3 separate regions of the Pan troglodytes genome follow, and regions 1 and 2 are each linked to region 3. Evidence: chromatin contacts called from public Hi-C data. All regions are on one chromosome and are shown on one strand. Each heading gives the region's core, a stretch centred on a gene start, on an enhancer-like site or on the middle of the called end of the contact. The rest is flanking DNA. Distances are from core to core; before and after follow the strand shown.

What was found. A called contact is a pair of places that touch in the nucleus more often than the background predicts.
Region 1: a Hi-C map of induced pluripotent stem cells shows a contact between it and region 3, with 4 times the contacts expected there. The contact joins the promoter of PAX9 here to the promoter of SFTA3 in region 3. A contact is called at or near these places in 3 of 7 Hi-C or Micro-C datasets (induced pluripotent stem cells and stem cell-derived neural progenitor cells) and 1 of 1 other capture datasets (stem cell-derived neural stem cells).
Region 2: a Hi-C map of stem cell-derived neural progenitor cells shows a contact between it and region 3, with 4 times the contacts expected there. The contact joins the promoter of MBIP here to the promoter of SFTA3 in region 3. A contact is called at or near these places in 1 of 7 Hi-C or Micro-C datasets (stem cell-derived neural progenitor cells) and 1 of 1 datasets of contacts at active chromatin or transcription factors (stem cell-derived excitatory neurons).

Annotation. Positions count from the first base shown.
Region 1 is chr15:34,889,204-34,893,675 of NHGRI_mPanTro3-v2.0_pri, forward strand. It overlaps PAX9 (paired box 9), which reads left to right and starts at 3,184. Exons shown (of 5, transcript XM_063792837.1): 1 at 3,184-3,437; 2 at 4,232-4,472. The coding sequence starts at 3,434.
Region 2 is chr15:34,551,930-34,556,002 of NHGRI_mPanTro3-v2.0_pri, forward strand. MBIP (MAP3K12 binding inhibitory protein 1) reads right to left here and starts at 1,345. Exons shown (of 9, transcript XM_009427698.3): 1 at 1,059-1,345. The coding sequence starts at 1,187. LOC129137059 (a long non-coding RNA gene) reads left to right here and starts at 1,350. Exons shown (of 6, transcript XR_008539213.1): 1 at 1,350-1,505.
Region 3 is chr15:34,741,574-34,745,611 of NHGRI_mPanTro3-v2.0_pri, forward strand. SFTA3 (surfactant associated 3) reads right to left here and starts at 2,589. Exons shown (of 4, transcript XM_003952476.6): 1 at 1,790-2,589. The coding sequence starts at 1,831.

The sequences.
Region 1 (4,472 bases), core at 1,934-4,433, 150 kb after region 3:
GTACAGTCTGCCGGGCTAGATTCCCGTTGCTTCTCCGCGTCTCTCCGCCGGCCGCTCTAGCGCCGGGAAGGGGGCGCCGCAGGTGACTGCCCGCGGCACTGGGACGGCTGACAGATTTATGGAGACTTCACAGCATCTGGCTGGGGTCCGCGAGGGCAGGCGGAGTCCGGTCGATCCGATGCTGGGGTCTAAAGCTTCCCCAGCCACACGCCTGGGCCAAGTCGCCCCCAGAGTCCCCGGCCCCTGCTCCCCTTGGGCGGGTGTACACAAGGATCCGGCCAGCGCCGAGTGTACTGGTTCCTCCCACCCAGTGTAGCCCCCTCCTTCACACTCTCGGGCCCGGCTTCCAGTCTCCCACTGAGTAAATATTTATCCAGAGAGCGAGTCGCCCCTCGGAGGAGGCCTCGACGCGGCTAGGGAAAGGCTTTTTGGCTTCTCCCTGGCCTGAGCCAGCTGCAGGCCTTACTGGTTGTGTTTTGGTTTTGGTCTTAAATTTCTCCTTTTAGTCGAAATTCTTCCGATCTCTTTGAGATCTTCTGAGTCCAGAGTGAGCAGTGTAACCAGGCGGCAGACTCCAGCTGACCCTTGTTCTTGTTCTAAGTCCTGCATCCTTACATTCATCGGGACTGACCAGACCTTAGTGTTCTCTCTTTTCCTTCCTTCATCCTCTTTCTCTGCCTCAGATCCGTCGTCTCTCGGTCGGTCTCAGCGGGTCGCTGACTACCTCGCGCTAGCACTCGGTCCGCGCCCCGGGAAGGCTTCAGCATCACCTTCTTCTGCTGGGATCCTGCTGACCCTGTCTGCAGCTTCGGCTTCTCTTGCTCCCAGAGCGGGGTCTTCGGCTTGCCGCGGATACTTAGTGGCCCAAAACACCTAAAATTGACTCTTCCTGCGCTCTTGAGAATGCCAAGAGCACCCAGTACCTGCAACCGCCGGCATGAGTGGGGCCTGCGGGGAGCCGCCAGAGCTGCGGACAGGCCCCCTGTCCACTGAGTTGCTACCCCTGGCACGCCCAGGGGATCCGCAGCAGCTGAGGCCACATGGTCACAGCCAAGTTCAGCAGGTGGAAAGGGAGAGATGGCATTGAACCTATGTGAGAACTGGGGAGATGTGTGGTAGCTGAAGGAGTTGGTAGGAACAAGAGGGAGTTGTATGTTACCTCCATATAACCAGAGCTCTAAACCATATCAGTTTCTGAACCAGTCTAGGCTGGTGCTGCAGAACTGCTAAAGCTCTCGCAGAGTCCCCAGACCCCCCGCGGGACATGAGGTCTTGCCTGTTCGTATGCGAACATCCTTGTACCCGCCTAGCAGCCCTGCAGACTGCAGATTTTCCCTGGGTGCACGGAAGTAGAGCAGATTTGGCGCAGAGGTCGATAGTCACTGTCTGTCTGTGAGGGGGGAGGAGGATTCCTTCTTGATCAAGTTGCCGGGCATGTTCATTCCCTCCCGCAAGCCTAAGGCAGAGTCATAAGCTCCCCTCCGATGCGGCAAAGTCTCAACTAATTTATCTACCAGCCTTAAGAAGGAGCTGCTGCTTCTAAAATCTTTAGATTTCCGAAGGCTCTCCTTGTGTAAAAATGCCAGGCGGTGCCACACGATGTCACCCAACAGGTATTGGAGGTCAGACCAGGGTGAAATTGCTATCAAGTCAAACTTCAAGAAGATTTTAAACATTTGAAACCAACCAACAAAAAGGGACAAGTTCAAGTATGTCTAGTTGTGGGATTTCCCCCAAGATTCCGATTCTAAAGAGTGGTGTTTTAGTTCATCTTTACCTTTCACATCCTCCATTCTGTTAGGTAATTTTGAATTTAGAGTGCATCCTAACCATAGAAGTGGGAATCTGGAGATCTGTTCCTTTGCAGAAGCATGGCTGATCATAGTTTTTTCCTGGGTTCTTGCAACTTACTGACCTGAGATCTGGGACCAGTCAGCTTCTCTGGGTGTAGACCGCAGCCACACACATCCCTGGGGACTGTTGGGGAAGCAGCCTGAATCCTGTGTGCACAAGGAGCCTTCTGGATTGTCAAGTAGCAGTAACAGAGTTCACGACCCCAAGCAGTACAAACTCCCAAATTCACGAAAATATTTCTCTTGTCTATTATTTTGATTCACATTCTCCACAACCCTAACTGCAAATATTAATAACTTTGGCTGCAAAAAAGCATACGGTACACTTTAGATTAGACTTACAGTGAATAAAAGTGAAAATTCAGAAGTAGGCAGAACCACAGGGCCTCTGGCAGCTTAACGGAAGACGAGGGAATTACATCCATGTGCAGCGTCGGTGTCCACTGTCTTGGGACTAAGTCTCTTTCATATTTAAACAAAACTCTTTCGAGAGGGCTCGCTGGTTTGGAGAACCCTCACAAACGCTGCCACCGAGGGCCAGGGGCCCAGGACAGTGGCTGAATGTGGCAGAGCCTTGGGCTCCGTAGTGAGTGCCCCACGCACTGGCAATTGGTCGACTTGGGGCTGTGCGCTAGCGTTAGCCGCCTGTGGTTCAGTTCCCCGCACACGGCGTGGCCCGTGCCTCGAGCCTGTGTGGCTAGTGGTTGGCCGGTCCACCTGGACTGGGGGGTCGCCGCAGGAAGCTGGCGGTAGGAGGAACCTCCCTGGCCTTAACAGTGGCCCCCACCTGTGGCTCGGGCTCCCCGCAACCTCCTGGTTTCTTTGGCCGGCCTATCTTCTCACACCTGCGCTCTCGCCACCTGGCATGGACTGAAGTGAGGTAGAATCGGCAGGTGACACAGATCCTCTCCTGACAGTCCCCAGAGGCCCGCATGACAGATTTTGCTAAGACAACTCCCTCACCCCTGTGCACGGTGGCGCCCGCCTCCCACCTATAGCCTTAACTTCAATTCTGAGATGTCCATCGTTCCCCGGAGGAGGTCTCCTCGGGCCCCTTCCCCCTTCGAGTCATTCATATGCAGACCAAACGCTTTCATTTGTTTATTCAGCATTTTACCAGCCTGATTTTGCTGTCTTTTTGTGCCGCTTCTGGGAAGATGTCAAACACCCATTTTCATTGTATTTAGTCACCCAGGTGGGGAGCTAGCCTGAAAGAGACAGCGGAAGGAGTTTCCTGGACTGCGCTGTCGCTCACCGACCCGCACCAATCACCATGCAGCTTGCCCTCGGACCCGCCCCTTTTAGGGCGTGTCCCCAGTGAGTGATAGACGGAGCCGCCCTGCCCTGCTCAGCCCAGCCCACGTTGCTGCTTAGATTGAAATGCAGAACTCAAGCCTCTTTCATCGGGGCACAGACTTCCTTTTACTTCTTCCTTTTGCCCTCTCGCCTCCTCCTCCTGGGAAGAAGCGGAGGGGCCGGCGGTCGGCCGGGATAGCAACAGGCCGGGCCACTGAGGCGGTGCGGAAAGTTTCTGTCTTGGAGTGCGGAACTGGGGCCGGGTTGGTGTACTGCTCGGAGCAATGGGTGAGTGGCGGCGGGAGACTCTGTCAGAGCCGGGAAGGGAGGGAGGGAGCGAGCGGGCAAGGGAGGGAGGGAGGGAGCGCGAGGGCGCGCGCCACTAGGCGCTCACATTCTCTATTGACTTTGCTCGTGTTCCTACAAGTTGTAGAAACACGCTAAGGGTCAGCGGCGCACAGCAGTTCAATGTGAACGCTGGCTACTGGGTGGCTGTTGATGCCATTTTCTGATTTTAAGAGAAGGGAGCTGTGGCATCAGCGAGCCCCTCAGCCCGAGTAGCAAACCAAGTTTTGTTTCACACGCGCGCACACATGCAAACAAAACAGGAAAAGAAAAGAAAACAAACAACAACAAATAAAACACCCTCTAGCTTCCCCTAGACTTTGTTTAACTGGCCGGGTCTCCAGAAGGAACGCTGGGGATGGGATGGGTGGAGAGAGGGAGCGGCTCAAGGACTTTAGTGAGGAGCAGGCGAGAAGGAGCGCGTTCAGGCGTCAAGACCGATTTCTCCCCCTGCTTCGGGAGACTTTTGAACGCTGGGAGAGGCCCGGCATCTCACCACTTTACTTGGCCGTAGGGGCCTCCGGCACGGCAGGAATGAGGGAGGGGGTCCGATTGGACCGTGACGGTTTGGGGCCGTTCGGCTATGTTCAGGGACCATATGGTTTGGGAACAGCCCCAGTCGTTAGTACGGGACGGGTGCGTTCGCCCAGTCCCCGGATGCGTAGGGAGGCCCAGTGGCAGGCGGCTGTCCCAAGCAGCGGGTGCGCGTCCCTGCGCGCTGTGTGTTCATTTTGCAGAGCCAGCCTTCGGGGAGGTGAACCAGCTGGGAGGAGTGTTCGTGAACGGGAGGCCGCTGCCCAACGCCATCCGGCTTCGCATCGTGGAACTGGCCCAACTGGGCATCCGACCGTGTGACATCAGCCGCCAGCTACGGGTCTCGCACGGCTGCGTCAGCAAGATCCTGGCGCGATACAACGAGACGGGCTCGATCTTGCCAGGAGCCATCGGGGGCAGCAAGCCCCGGGTCACTACCCCCAC
Region 2 (4,073 bases), core at 95-2,594, 190 kb before region 3:
AACCGTTTAACTTACAGTAATGTTCTTTGTAAGACACAACATACTACGATTTTTAAAAATAGTAACTTTTTAAAAGACTGATTCTCCATCTACTCAAGGCTTTAAAAATAATTTTCACAAATCAGACAAATGTTCTATTTTCATAGGAATTTACCATTATCTTTGACACAAATGCCTGCTTTGTCCACTTGCGCTAGTACCAGCCCCAAAACAAACTTTTACGGCTAGAAAATGGTCTATGTAAGATAGAAAATATTTCCTTTTAAAAGGCAGGTAAACAAGCATACTTTTAAATTGTTTCTCATTTAAAACTTGAATTTTACACCATGAAACGAAACAGTGACTTGATCGAAGAAGAAGAAGCCCACTTCAATTTAAAACCAATTTTACTATGACATTTCTGCAAAAGCGATTTATCTGCCAGTTAATCTAGTTAATAGTTAAATAACGACAGTTCTAACGCAAACAGCATCAACGATGGATAACTCATCCAACTTTACGCTAGAAGTATTTTAAATGAATTCCTTTTACTTTTCTCCCCATTTGAAAGGATTATAGATGCGCAAAACAGCCCGAAGGAAAAAAGAAATAAACAAAACCAAGTAACTCATAAGAACAAATTACTCCCTCCCCCACCAAAAAAAGCTAATAAGCGCGCGCTTTTCTATAAATCTCAGGCCTACTGACCAACCAATTCCCATAAAGAGTAAGTTGGAGGAAAAAGGACCCTGAACGCTAAGCGCCTCCTAAACTCGCAGTGAAGCTTTTCCACATTCATTCTCTCCAAGCCTGCCTCTCTCGGAGCCGGGTTTTCACTTAGGCCAACCTCACCCACTCTTGGGGAGGACAGCTGCAAGGTAAACGACTCTGCAACCGGTACCGCCGTCCTCCTCACTCCGACCGAGGAGGCTGGGCCCGGGCTCCTTCCACACCTCGGCTTCGGGACCGCATCCCACACCTCTGCAGGCCTAGCTGCCCCCGGCCTCTGCTAGAGAAAAAGAATGGCGAGGAGGGACCGGATGGTTTCCATATTCCCAGTCCCTCAGGCCACCTCTCACCTGTCCAACCAGGGTGTGTAGGGAGCGAAAGATTTCGTAGAGCACGTCTCGGGAGAGGTTGGGGCTGCATCTTCGCTCCAGGTTCCTGTCACCGCTGCTCGGGCGATTAAGCTCCGTGGCAGCAGCCATGATATCTTCTCAGGCCGCCCCACCACCACCAAGGTTTGCTCACAACCCCGCCCCCTCCCTTCCAGCTTTAGTCGCTTGGCGATGACGTAAGACACGGCGTCTCGTTTAGATCGGGCTTTGAGGCCCCACCCTCTCTATGTGAATGACAAGCACGTTACACCAATCAGTTGCCGCTGTGACATTGCGCCGAGGCTCTGAAGTGGGTAATTGCAGACCAAAGCTAGGCTGGAATACTGTGTTTGGGGTGGTCTTTAGAGTCGTGGTCTCTTTAGCGTTATGAAGCCTACCTTGACTCCTAGATGTTCATTGTGAATCTTGGTAAGAGGAGACATGGTTAAATTTTGTAGTTTGAGTCCGAAAAGTAAAAGTTGACATTTTAACATGGCGGTGTGGAGTGGGTCTGGAGGAAGCTTGCTGGTCAGGGATGGAGTGGTGCCCACACGTGTTTCTAAACATTGGAAAACTCACACGGAATTATCATGATTGGATAGAACATTTTCATCTCTTCAAGTTTGTTGTTGTTGTTGTTGTTGTTTTGGAGACAGAGTCTCACTCTGTCGCCCAGACTGGAGTGCAGTGGCACTACCTCGGCTCACTGCAACCTCCGCCTCCCAGGTTCAAGCGGTTCTCCTGCCTCAGCCTCCTGAGTAACTGGGACTACAGTTGATATTCTCTGTTTTAACTGTAGAGACGCTTAACCCTAAAATTGTTTCAAAGAAATGAAACACTGTCAATATAATTCCAACAGGAATTTAACCTGGATAAATAATATCATGCAACCACAATCTTTGAAATTAGGACATAAAACCGAATTCAAGTTTTACAAAGTATTATTTATCATAATAGCTTTATTATAACGATGTTTGTGGGGTTTTGTAATCTTTTAGTCAGACTCCGATATTTTTAAAAAGTGTTATCCAATTAAAGTATTACAATAATTTTTAGTGTTAAGCTTTATTCAAAAACACTTTAAGAAATCAACATCAGCTTAGAGATAAGGAAGGTGGGATTTAAAACTCGTAATTCTGTTAATAGTCTAATGCATTTACAGTAGAGAAAGCAAAGGTGGAAACTTGCACAATGTGTATTCTTTAGTTTTAGGGTAGACTAAATTAAAGGGAAGGACTAATGCATCAAGGAACTAGGATAAGGACGATGGGGATAAAAACTCCTTTGACCTGTCCCTAGGGAGTCTCTTAATTAGGCTTTCATTTCCAAAGACAAATGGGATCACCAGGCTTCACAGAATCTTGGGAAATCTTTTCTGTTCCCTTGTTGGCAGCAAGATATACAACTGACATTCCAGCCTATTTCTACAGGCAGAAAAATACTTCACAATGTCCAGTCTCAAATTGAGCAACCTTCTTATTCAAGCATTGTAATGGGGTAACTGTAAGTTTTTGTTTTGTACCAAATTAGCAATCAGTTTCAGATCATTTGTTTTCATTGAAGTGTTTCATGTTTTTTCAAATATGGAGAACACTGATATGCAACACATTTGGGAATATGCTTTGTATATTTTAAAAATGTTGTCTTTAACAAGGTGCTGCTATTCCTTTCTTTGCCATCATTGATTTTGAATTTTCAAGTTTTACTTGTTCTTTTGAGCCTCTAATATAGAATTAACTGATGGCCATTTGATCTGTGTATTGCTTCTCCATGTAATTCTGTGATTTGATATCCAGACCTGCACTTGTATCTTAGTATTCTTTACTTAGGTACAGGTTGAGCATTCCTAATCTGAAAATTCAAAATCCAAAATGATCCAAAATTTGAAACTTTTTGAGTGCCAGTACCACAAGTGGAAAATTTCACACCTGATCCGACATAACAGGTCACAGTTAAAATGTAGTCAAAACTTTGTTTCAGCACAGAATTATTTAAAACATTATATAAAATTACCTTCAAGTTATGTGTATAAAGTATACATGAAACATAAATGAATTTTGTGTTTAGATTTGGGTCCCATCCCCAAGATAGCTTATTATATATATGCAAATATTCCAAAATCTAAAAAAAATCCGAAATCTGAGACACTTCTGGTCCCAAGTAGTTCAGATAAGGGATACTCAACCAGTAGTACTTAAAATTTGTTAACTCTTTTGTGCATTCTTTCTTCTTTCTAAGGACCTTTCTTACTCTTCTTGATGCCTATTACCTTCATTTTGGAAATTTTTCTCATTTTCTTGTTCTATAATAGAAAATTCTATTTTAAATAGAAGAGTTTGTAGCCTGAAAAGATTTGGATTCCTTTGGGCTAACTCAAAATAGAAATTTGTAGATATTGTATGTGTGTATGTATGTATAACAAAAGTATAATATGCGCTATGAAATTTAGAAAGGGAATAAAGGGAATAATTTGCTCTTTATGGAAAACTAATTACAGTTTATAAAGTGGGTTGCTGAAAAATCTGCTGTCTGGCAGAAATGATTCAAAGTGTTGGTGTTCGCGTTAGCAACAGAGTTAGAAATACTGTCCTGCAGGCTTATGCCAAGAATCAATTGGGAGGATAGAGACTATAAATGAAATCTAGGCTATTTACCTTATCAACAAAAATGTCTTTTATGGTGAGCTTTAATGGCATAACTCTATTAAATAACCCAGTTCCCAGCAAAATACCTGAGGTATTAGAAGGGCTCAACTGATATTTGTTGCATATATGATAATACAGATTTTATTTCAATGCAGAAAAGGTAAAATAAATGGTATTTGTCGTCCCTGTCTCCCCATCACCTGCTGCATAAGTCCAAGTTCTTTAGAATGACATGAAGGCTCTTATGATGTGGCCTTTGCCTAAATTTCCAGCCTCATTTTCTGCCACAAACCATCTGGTGCTTAGTGCTTCTGAAACTGCTTTTATGTCTTCAACACTTTACTATTTCTTG
Region 3 (4,038 bases), core at 1,339-3,838:
AAATGCGGAGCAGAAACAGTTTTCATTTGTTTGTTGCTGTTGTTGCCCCAGGGCGGTAGTATTTATACCAATGATTTTTATAGATGGATAATATAAGTTCGGCAAGGGACAATTTTTTTGTTGTTGTTATAGAATGTCTCAAAAAGTCTTATCCACAGCTGTGTCTCAGACACCAAGTTCAAATTCTTTAGGAACAAATTTTAAAATTTCCTAAAACATAATTAGTTATCCAGAGTTTCACATGACAATAAATAAATATTCTGACTTAAAGTGGGTAAAACTAAAGGGTTTTGGTCTATTTGAATTTTTCAGGGAAACTTTTTCATGAGACACCTTAATTGAGGTAGTGAATTTATTCAATGTTCTTGCATCTAACAGGTTCTGTAAAATCTCTGAGAATTCTATATTACAGTTTTTGAATATCTTATAAAATAGATATATGTGTGTAAGATAGATACATATGTATATATACATGTGTATAAGATAGATACATATGTATATATACCTCTATACACACGTACATATATACATAGAAATCTGTGTGCAATCACTTACAGAGTAGGCAGAATCAGATGTGGATTTTAGGTGGGAGGCAAGAGTTTTCTTTAACAAGTCCTTTGCCTGCCACATTTATGTTATGTTTTATTTATATTTCAGGCAGAGCACTAACAGTGATCAATTTATGTTGAAGGGTCCTGCAAATAACAAAAATAGATAAAACAGGAAAATGAATTTAAATCTCACCCTTTCCAAAACTTTGCTACAACTCATAATAACAAGGGTAATAAATGCTTACGAAGCAGAGGTCAAACGGGAAACATTAGCAAACGAGGAGAGGCGCAGGAGCCCAGGATCATGCCTCGATGCCCACCAAGTTGGGCATTAGGTCACTATCAGAGAGAAATGCAGCCAGCCACTTCAGCTATGGCTTCAGCTGAGGCAAAAGCTGTGCTGCCAAGTTGCTGAACCTGCTCTTTTTCCGTTCCTTTGAGATTCATTAAAGAAAGTTCAGAAACACAACTACATGAGGTGAGGATAAGGGCATATGCAGACCCCCTTCAATAAAACTTACTTTCATCTACTCCCATTCATATCCAATTCCCTCAGCTTGGGTGGACAAACTTTCCAGAGAGGGTGACTGAAAATAAGATACCCCTTCTAGAAGCAACTGGCCAAAGGGGCACCAGAAAACTTTCTATGCTCCAAGTTGAGGTAAGCTACCAAATTGGGCCCCACAGAGGGTGGCCTGACGTCTCAGAAACACAGTTGCACAAAGAGGAACGCGTCAGCCAGAAGGCAGGGAGAGCCAGAGGAACATGGTGTCCAGCGTCTCCTAACCAGGATCTAGCCGAGCAGAGAAAACATTCAGCCTCCTCCCTCCCAATACCCGTGTCTGTCACTTTCTTTCCATTCAAAAAGAAAGTCCTAGTTGAACTAAACAAGCCAGTAACCCATGCCTAAGAATCATATCATCTCAGAGTCTCATCTCCCAATGGGCTTTCTAGTTCTCCACAAATAAAATCGCCTACTCTGCTTCCTCGCGCTAATAATTGGGGGGTGGGGAGCAGGGAAGGGAGAGCGATGTCTGGAGACATATGATCAGAATTCAAGGCAGCTTCTCACAACTCTCTTGTTTATAGAAAATGAATGTCTGCCTGGCTTGCTTTTAGTTCAGAAAAGGGGTCAGTCTTTATCAGCACGGTTCACACAGATCCTGGATTTTTTTTCCCTTATCTTAAATTGACCCGCTTTTAAGATAAAGACATAATAGAGAAAGCATTGACCTTACCTGGTCCCTAATGAGTTGGAAGTCAGAAAACCCGGCTCTCATTTCCTCTTATCTGGATCGCCTGAGAAGAGACTCGCGCTACCTTTTGTGCACTCGCGCCTCGAGATAGCCCCTTACTGACGCCTGGACGCGGTGAGCCCGCTGAAGGCTGTGCGGCCTCTAAAGTCTCAGAATTCCTCCCTGCGGCCTCAAAATTGGAGAGTTGGATGCCAGACCAAGACACTGTCACTAGAGCTCCCTAGCCCTGGCCCAGGAAGATTTAAAATCCCTTAGAAGGCTCCCGAGCAAGTCTTTCCCTATGAAAGGCCAAACTCTAAGCTTCGGGAAGAAGCCTCCTACAAGGACACTGGTCTGGAGCGCCCGGGCCTCCGCGTCTCCAGGAGTGCGCGCCCAGAGCGTTTCTAGCGGAGACTGCCCAGGCCTGGCTCGGATTTCAGTCGCGGGGCCCCAGGCTACTTCCCACCGGGCCAGCAGCAGGGCCGAGCCGCTGCCCTGTTGGCTGAGGCATTGCCTGCCCCCACCCCCCTCCTGGCCTTGAGGACCGCAGTGTGTACCCTTGTTGGTAGCGGCAGCAGCCCGGGATCCCTGTCTCCCCTGCTCAGAGCATCTCTGTCTCGCTCTTCTCCTCGCTTCTGAGCTTGGCCCAGTCCCTGACCCCCTCGCTAGCTGAGAGAGCTGCTTTCCTTCCTCTCCGGCCCACAGCTCCCAGTTCCCAGGCTGGGGCCAGGGTGGGGAGCCGCTTTGGGATGCTAAACATCAAAAAAGCCCAGCCTGGGGTTTCAGGGCCCGAAGCCACTAGAGCGGCTCTCCAAGGCTCTCGAGAAAGTCCTCGTGTTTACATGGCGAAGTGGGGGTGGGGAGAGGAGGAAGGGGGGTGCAGTGTGCAAAATCTCCCCCACTCCTCTCAGCCGTTGGGGCCTAGGGATGGGTAGGGTACTTTGGCGGAGGCAAAGCTTCGCGGTGATCTCGGGGTGAACTGTACTTGCTCCCAAACCTCGGAAGCTTCCAAGCACCTCAGCGCCAGGGGCATCCTCAGAATGCTGATTTCTCCGAGAGGGGAGGCCAGAAATTGGGCACGAGTTGATGCAGGAGATTCCCAGAAAGGAGGACCGTCGGCTTTCCAGAAGCCGACGGTGCTGTAGGGGCGGAGGGTGTCCCCAGGTTGCGGAACCCTCTTGCACTGCTCCCAGCGCGCACCTATTTCCCTAATGAAACGCTTCAGATTGCGTTCTAGGTCTCTTCCCGCAGCTGCGACAATTCCCCTAGCCGGGAGCGGGAGCGGATGGAGCCAGCGCGATTGATGGCGAGAAAGAGGCTGAGGTCCTGTTTGTCTCGGTCCGCAAACCCGATTGAGTTCACCTTTCCCCGGGACAAGTAAACAGACTTCAAACTATGCCGACTGTAGACGGCGAGGAGAAGAATGTATTTGATGGAAACTCTATCCAGTGCAAAGATGATAAGGCCGAGGGTACCACAGCCTACTAAAATTGTGACTCCCAAAGGCTTGCTCCCAGCTAGAATGGGGTGCGGGGCAGCCGCCCGAACCACAGCCGGGCACCGCCAGCCAGGTCCCCGCGCGGGCTTGAGCTAGGCTGGGACAGGTTAAGCGAAGCTCCAGTTCCATGGGATCCGGACCTAGAGCCAAACAGCAGCTGCAGTATCCATGTCCCCTGCCCGGCCGGCCTGAGCTGGGTGCCTTAGCCACCTACACTCCCGGTCCCGGAACCACAGCTGACCATTCCAACGCAAGTGGTCAAATTTACGGTTTTTTGTTTGTTTTCCAAAACGTGAGACCTGTTAAAATCTCCCTTCCCCGCCTTCCAACCAGCACTCTCACTAGACCCAACCATCGTCTTGGGAATCTTCGAGTCCCTCTGGCTGTTGGAAACTGTGCCTCAGCAGTGAGGCCCAGGTTTCTGAGGGAGAAAGCCCGGCCTAGCCCACAGTCTTAAGGCACCACGCCAGAGGAGGCTCCAGGAAGTTAACAAAGAGGACTGCTGGGCCCGGAGCGAGGACTCCGGCCAGTCTGCTTTCCTCACAAGCTCTTGGTGGGGGAGCGGGAGAGAGGGATTGGGAAGAGATGCAGACGAATAACGAAATGAGAGAGGGGAAGAGAGGAAGAAAAAGAAAGTTGAAAACCTGGGCGAGAAGTGAGTACATGCCAAATAAGAATCAATTGCCCATAATCCAATACTTCCAGGCCTAGAGGAAAGGCTGGGAGGGGCGTCTGCCCGCAGCTCGCTCAGCTG